Regions from separate parts of the Muntiacus reevesi genome. Here region 1 is linked to region 2. The links are chromatin contacts, called in public Hi-C maps. All regions are on one chromosome and are shown on one strand. The core of a region is the stretch at or near the end of the contact, and the rest is flanking DNA. Distances in the headings are between cores, read along the strand shown. Region 1 holds the start of GPRC5B (G protein-coupled receptor class C group 5 member B). Region 2 holds the start of VPS35L (VPS35 endosomal protein sorting factor like).

Region 1 (3,864 bases), core at 1,316-3,815, 320 kb after region 2:
ATTTAATAAGCCTCACACGTTAGTAAACAGGGTTGTCAGAACACAGGCTCCATGATCCATGAATATGCAAAGCAGCTCCAATCCTGTAAATAAAAGCAATCATTTAAATGCAAATTGCATCCTTGGCTGCCCGTTCCAGGGTGGATGGTTCCTCTCTGGCTGTAATTCCGAGAAGAAAATGTGACTAACTCAGAAGCCCCAGGAAGCTCTGGCGTGGAAGTGCTTATGGAGCCGTGGGCGCTGCGTGGGGGCTGCTTAGGGTGGACAGAAACTGGGAGAAGTGGGTTCTAAAACCTGACCCATCCCTGGCGTAAGCTCATTCAAAGCAGTCCCCACAGGTCCGCTTCCGAGGCTCCCGGCGCCTCGCCATCCTGAGTCAGAATGAAAGGGGAGCTGCTTTCCCTCTCCTTGTGGAGGTCAGGGGAGCTTTTAAAAATCAGATCTCGTGGCTTTCCACTCCAAGCCCTCCCTCCAAAGATTCATTTAGGAGAATAAAACCTAAGCTCCTTTCCATGGCCTCCCAAATCATGGTTTGGTTGGTCTCTGCCATCTCCTTTCAGACTCCCACTCTCAACATCTGCCTACGAGCTCCAGCCACAATGGCCTTTGTTCAGTTTCTCTAAGCTCATTCCCACCTCCCAGCCTTTGCACTCGCGGTGCCCTCTGCCTGGTTCAGTCTTTCCCCAACATCTGCCAGTGGCGGGGGAGGCGGGGGGCGGCTCTGTCTTGCAAAGCTCCACTAAAATGTCACTGCGCAGAACTCTTGTCACTTTATTTTACATCATCCTGCTTTATTTTCCTGGCAGCACTTATCCCAATTGGAAGTTCTATCCACTTACTATTTATTTACTTATTTAGTGTTCGCCCAACTCCCCAGTGCTCTGAGAGCAGGGGCTTATCTGCCAGTTGTGTAGCTGGCACATTTACTGAAATAATACATTAACCAATCAAGATTTTAAGCTTCTCTCTCTAAGACTGCTTGTCTTGCTGCCTGTGCCCTAAATGGCGACTCCTTCCCACTTCCATTTTTCCTTTCCCAGCTCAGTTGACCACTTTTCAGACAGAGCAGAAACAGATAGGAAATAGTTCACTCCACAATCCAGATACAAAACTGGCCGGGTGGAGGGCTCCCAACCAACAGACACCGATTTGCATTCTATTTACATCCTATTTGCATGCAGTTTAACTCAACGTCTTGAGTCCTCCAGAAAGCCTCCATCCCTAGGGAAACTTATGAATCAAGGTTCCTCGGCAGAAGTTCCAAAGCTTTTGTGCCAAGCCCCTCCCCCACTTTTCCGCCTCTTTGCGAGGACCCCCAGTTCCTCCTGGGCTCTGCTCAGGTCCCCCCCCCCACCCCCCATACTGGCGCAGTTGGGCAGCCAATGTGGCGCGTGGCCCGGGGCCCCTGGCGGGGACGCCGCTGCCCGCCACACTCCAGGGGCCTTTGTCCGCACTCCAAGGAGCCGCCCCCTTAGCGAACTGAGGACAAGTTGCATTGAGGGGTTGGGGGGGGGGGGCGACTGGCTAGGCCTGGGAGTGACATAGCCGGGGAATGAACCCATGGGCTGCGCTGGAGCCGTCCTCGGTGGCAACGGTACACCCTCTCTGGCTAGTTAACCAGCCCTCTGGCCGAGGCGGGTGCGGGCGGTAGGGGTACCGGGATGCTTCGGACTGAAAGCCTGTGTCCCCCAAAGGGTGGGGACGCAGCACAGGGCTGATCATCGCCTCTAGTCTGGCCGGAACTGAAACGCTAAGCCCCGCCATTGTATGCAGCCGCCCCTCACTTGTACCCCAGCTCCAGGTCCCAGCTCTGCCTCTTTGCCCCCGCAGTGTCCCCTCCTTGTCGGTAGTGCGTAGCCGCGGCCGGCTGAGAGCTAGACCCCCAGTCCCTACGGCAGGTGCGGCAGCTCACCTCCAAAACTCGCCCCTTGTGCCCCCGGCTCCGCCTGCCCTGTCTGTGGTCAGGCCCCGCGCCTGCCACGCAGCCCCCAGACCTGCCCGCGGCTGCCCTCACACGAGTCACTCGGGCACGCCTGAAGTCCCTTACAGTTCCAGCGGCGCTTTGCCTGATCTGCGATCGCCTCCAGACCCTCCTCTGAGACTCTGATCTCCGCCTGGTCCGGGAATACCGCCCCCGCCTCATAAAGGTCCCAGCCTTCTCCTCCACCCCCTGCCCCGCGCTCTGCGGGCTCCTTCTCCCGCCAAACTGTGGTCCTCCAGCCCGGAAACCCCAACTCCCCCAGCAGATTAACGCCTTGGGGAAGAGGGGGGACTCAGAAAAGCCCAAGAAGCAGACCCCATCCCAACCCTCCCAAGTCCACCGCGGGAAAACTTTCTGGGGTCGCCGCAGCGCCCTCCACCCCGCCGGCGCGGCTGGCACTCACCGACCCCCGCGGCCCCGCAGCGCCGACGCTCCCGCTGGCCCTCGGCCCGAGTCACATCTCTGCAGCGCCGCCGTGGCCCCAGCCCAGCGATCCCGGCCGCCCGCCCGTCCGTCCAGCCTCACTGCATCGCCCTCGCGAGCCGCAGCCGCGCGAGGCGCCCCCTGGCCCGGCCCGCGCTGCTGCAGCCGCCGCGGCCCCGCCCCCTGAGGCCCCGCCCCCAGGGCGTTCGAACCCCGCCCCCGTCCCGGCAAGGGCTGATTGTTCTAGCGGAACCTCGCTCTCCGCCTGCAGCGCCCGAGACGAGCCCCCTCCAGTGTCCGCATTTAGAGAACACCACCCTCACATCCACAGCGCGTCCAAAAGCACTCTGGACGCGCCGGACACTTTCCTCCGTTGATCCACTTGCAGAAACTGTGGGTTCCTAAACAGCTGCTGTTCTTTCGCCCAGTCGTGGCCGACTCTTTGCGACCCCCCTGGACTGCAGCACGCCAGGCCTCCCTCCTCCCTGTCCCTCACCATCTCCTTGAGTTTGCCCAAGTTCATGTCCGTTGCCTCGGTGTTGCCATCCAGTCATCTCATCCTCTGACGCCCTTTTCTCCTTCTGCCTTCCGTCTTCTCCAGCATCAGGGACTTTCCTAATGAGTCCGCTGTTCGCATCAGGTGACCAAACTACTGGAGCTTCAGCTTCAGCATCAGTCTTTCCAGCGAGTATTCAGGGTCGATTTCCCTTAAGATTGACTGGTTTGATCTCCTGGCTGTCCAGGGGACTTTCAGAAGTCTTCTCCATAACCACATTTCGAAGGCATCAATTCTTTGGCGTTCTGCTTTCTTTCCGGTCCAGCTCTCACAACAGTACCCGACCACTAGGAAGGCCATAGCCTTGACTATATAACCTTTGTCGGCAGAGTAGTGTTTCTGCTTTTCAGCATGCGATCTAAATTTGACGTTGGTTTCCTGCCAAGAAGTAATCATCTTCTGATTTCATGGCTGCAGTCACTATCTACAGTGATTTTAGAGCCCAAGAAGAAGAAATCTGTCACTGTTTCCACCTTTTCTCCTTCTATTTGCCATGAAGTAATGGGGCCCGATGTCATGATCTTAGTTTTTTGTAATATTTAGTTTTAAACTGGCCTTTTCACTCTCCCCCTTCACCCTCATCAAGAGGTTCTTTAGTTCCTCTTTGCTTTCTGCCATTAGAGTGGCAGAAAGAGTGGCCAAAGAGTGGCCACATATCTTGATTCCAGCTTGTATCTTATCCAGACTGGCATTTCTCATGATGTGCTCGGTGTATAGGTCAAACAAACAGGTGACAGCAGACAGCCCTGTTGGACTCCTTTCTCAATCTTGAATTCTAAACAGTTACTTCCCCACAATATACCCATGCCAGATCCAGGGTGCAGAGAGGATTCTGCTGAGACTGTTCCAGAATCAGTAACACCCCAATTTCAGCCAGGCAGCCCCTCCTGCCTGGACACACTCC
Region 2 (3,930 bases), core at 804-3,303:
TGCTGGGCATTTTATAATCATTTCCCTTCACCTCAGTCAGAATTATCCTAATTTCAAAGATGAAGAAACTAGGACTCAGCATGGTAAACAACATATTCCATTAGAGGGTTATCGCATGTTCTATTGCCTTTTCCCGAGGAGGTTTTTGAGAATGTCGTTTTCTGACCTCTTTATGTCAGAAAAAGACAAAACAAAAACTCTTGAAAAGGGAAAGTGAAGATCTGTTGCTGCCTGGTGATTAACCAACTGTTAACCAACAGTCTCCCCTATTAGATCTCTGCTAGATTAGAAGTCAGGTTTGGAGTCAGGTCAAATCCCAGTTGGGGCACTTACTAGCCATACTAGGTCATTCAGTTCAGTTCAGTCATTCAGTCATGTCTGACTCTTTGGGAACCCATGGACTGCAGCACTCCAGGATTCCCTGTCCATCACCAACTCCTGGAGCTTGCTCAAACTCATGCCCATTGAGTCTGTGATACCTTCCAACAATCTCATCCTCTGTCGTCCCCTTCTCCTGCTGCCTTCAATCATTCCCAGCATCAGGGTCTTTTCCAGTGAGTCATCTCTTCACATCAGGTGGCCAAAGTATTGGAATTTCAGCTTCAGCATCAGTCCTTCCAATGAATATTCAGGACTGATTTTCTTAGGATGTAGTGGTCGAATCTCCTTGCAGTCCAAAGGACTCTCTAGAGTCTTCTCCAACACTACAGTTCAAAAGCATCAATTCTTCGGCACTCAGCTTTATGTTCCAACTCTCACGTCCATACGTGACTACTGGAAAAAACATAGCTTTGCCTATATGGACATTTGCTGGCAAAGTAATGTCTCTGTGATATGCTGTCTAGGATTGTCATAGCTTTTCTTCGAAGGAGTATCTTTTCATTTCATGGCTGCAGTCACTATCTGCAGTGATTTTGGAGCCCAAGAAAATAAAGTCTCACTGTTTCCATTGTTTCCCCATCTATTTGCCATGAAGTGATGGGCCCAGGTGATAATGGTGTTTATTTCAGAGGTTTAGCCAGAAATAAATGAAAATTGAATGCAAACTCCTCAGCATGACACATGTTTACTTACAATGGTGTGAAAGTGAAAGTCGCTTAACCGTGTCCGAGTTTGAGACCCCCATGGATATAGACCATGGAATTCTCCAGGCCAGAATACTGGAGTGGGTAGCCTTTCCCTTCTCCAGGGGATCTTCCCAACCCAGGGATCGAACCCAGGTCTCCTGCATCGCAGACGGATTCGTTACCAGCTGAGACACAAGGTAAGCTACAATGGTAAGCATTTGTTAAAATACTCTGAATTCTTTTTTTCTTTTTTAAATCAGAGAAGACACCAGAGCACGCGAAGTTCTAGTGAAAACGAACAACCACCTTCATAGAAACGTACGGCTCTGCTAAGTGGGGGGAAATGCGAACCCCCATTTTTCCAGTTTAGTTCCAGTCGAGAGCTGTCCATTTGGATCTAGGGCAGCCCTTAGAGACGCACGTCATTATTCCTGAGTGCAGAATATCGGAAGTGCCTCACTTTTTCGGTGCACGGAGCGGGGCGTGGTTGACTGGCAGAGGGGGCGTGGCTTAGCCAGCCACACAGAATTAGCCTCAAAAGCAAGTCTAGGGGCACCTTCTTCCCACCCTCTGCTGGGTTAGTATCTTCCCTCAGTTGTTGGTCAGTCGCTCAGTCGTGCCTGACTCTTGGCGACCCCATGGACTGCAGCACGCCAGGCTCCCCTGTCCTCCACCATCTCCCAGAGTCTGCTCAAGCTCCTGTCCATTGCCTCCCTGATGCCATCCAACCATCTCTGTCGTCCCTTTCCCTCAGTAGGCGTCTGGATTCTTCCCCGCCTCCAGAGGGCGCTGCGGCCCAGACGTTTCACCTGCTACCAAAATCCCCACTGACGTCAGCGCTACTGCGGCTGCCGCCTTCGGCGCCCTGGACAACCACGGCGGCCCCGACGCGGCCGGAGTGAGCCCGCCCCTCGCAAACATGGCGGCCGGGCGGGGCGGGGTCTGAGAGGGTGAATTGGGAGGGCGGTCCCAGCCCCAGCGGTCATGTGACTGGGAAGATGGCCGCCTTTCCCTGGTAAGGAAGAAGCGGCGAGTGGGCTTTAGGGAGGCAGTGGCCTTGGTTCTCTTTGGGACTCTGTTTCTGGGGGTGTGTCTCTGCGAGGGAGTGTATGAACTGTGTTCTCCGTTGGGGTTAGTGAAGTCTCCCACCCAGTCTCCGGGTGGAGCCACTACCCGGATTCAGAGGACATTCCCGATGCCGGACCGGTGGTGTCTTGGTCCTCTCCTCCTATCGCCCTCCGCGTGCCTTCCACGCTCTTTTCTCCATTCGTTTTCTCCAAAAAAACTCAAGTTCCGTGGCTTCCGCTTTCCCAGAAGTTGGCGCGGGTTCCGGGGGCGCGGATGTAGAGAATGGTGGACTCAGCTCTGGTCTAGATAACTCAGAGGACCTGGCTGTGTTCTGAATGACTGGCTTCTTGGTGAGGAGACTTGCCATTCATCCTCCTCTGTGCAGAACTTGAGGATACTGAACCCTTAGACATACTCTTTGGATTCAAGGAGCTGCTGTTTAGCGGAGCAGATACGCAGACTAGAGAAATGACCAAAGAAGGCTTTGGGATGAGGCACACCTGGCGGCTTGGGGGAGGCTTGAGAGAGGAAGAGTCTTAAATTGAGTTTTGGAGGATGAATTAGGAGTTCATGGAGAAGGAGCTGTGGGTGTGTGCCGAGCCTAATGGCTGTGTAGGGTCCCTCCTGCTGGAGTAGCTCGGAGAGTTTGGCGCTTCAGCAGCGGCTGAAGCCTTATGGCTTCTTTCTCTGTAAAGTAAAATATATATATTGTTGTTTAGTCACTAAATCTAAACAACTCTTTGCGTCCCTCTGTCCATGGGATTTCCCAGGACGATTGTGTGAAGAACCGGAGCAAGTTGTGATAGTAGTGGAATCATATGGACATGTGAGCTTTCCTCTACATCTCAGAAAGGGAAATTACTTTCTAATCTTTCTCTGCAAGTGATGTGACGTGGTTTACGTTAAATGAGCAAGTGAACAAATGAGAAGATATACAGCCCTGGACCTTAGAAATAATCAGATACTTCTGGTTTGTATTTCCTTCACCTGGCTAACTCTTTAAAGAGTCTTCCTTCAAAGCCTCCGTACACTAAATTAGGATTAGATGACAGTGAGTTCTTATATGTCCTGCCCTGAGTTTTCTTTGAGCTGGTCACGCAAAAGTCCTTTTAGGGAATTACTGAGACTTAAATGCCAAAAAATATGGCTTCAGTGAACTTAGTTAACTGAACTTTTGTAATTAGAAGATCCAGGAAGATGCTGTTTAATTTCAGAGCATTTTTACCTTTGGTATATTTTACTTTGCGGCTTCCCAGGTGGCTCAGAGTGGTCAAAGCATCCGCCTGCCAATGCAAGACACTAGGGTTTGATCCGTGGGTCACGAAGATCCCTTGGAGAGGGAAATAGCAACCCATTCCAGTATTCTTGCCTGGGAAATTCCATGGGATGCAAAGAGTTGTTTAGAATTAGTGACTAAACAATAACAATATATATATATTTTACTTTACAGAGAGAGGAGCCATAAGGCTTTTAGCATCAAAAGCTTTTTCCACAGTTCCTAGTCTGACTGTCCTCTAAACATTTCTGTCTGTGGTAGCACGTGTTCATCTTTCAGTTTGCTCTTGAGACTTGATGCTCTTCAAGTTAAAGGGACTGAATTTTAACCATCATTGTATTTCCAGTGCTTGGCATGGAGCTTGGCAGATAGTAGGTGTTGAATAATGTTATGAAATGAATGAGGAAACTAAGGAGGCCCTCAGAGGAGAAAAGTGTTTGTGACTTTAACTGAGATATTTATTGAGCTTTTATTTTGTGCTGGATGCTGTGCTCAGAGCTGAACGTGCAACATCTTATC

What was found. A called contact is a pair of places that touch in the nucleus more often than the background predicts.
Region 1: a contact with region 2 is called in a Hi-C map of muscle, with 7 times the contacts expected there. The contact joins the promoter of GPRC5B here to the promoter of VPS35L in region 2. A contact is called at or near these places in 2 of 3 Hi-C or Micro-C datasets (blood and muscle).

What each region holds. Positions count from the first base shown.
Region 1 is chr2:196,166,565-196,170,428 of mMunRee1.1, forward strand. It overlaps GPRC5B (G protein-coupled receptor class C group 5 member B), which reads right to left and starts at 2,566. Exons shown (of 4, transcript XM_065924436.1): 1 at 2,385-2,566.
Region 2 is chr2:195,845,089-195,849,018 of mMunRee1.1, forward strand. VPS35L (VPS35 endosomal protein sorting factor like) reads left to right here and starts at 2,054. Exons shown (of 31, transcript XM_065924431.1): 1 at 2,054-2,082. The coding sequence starts at 2,066.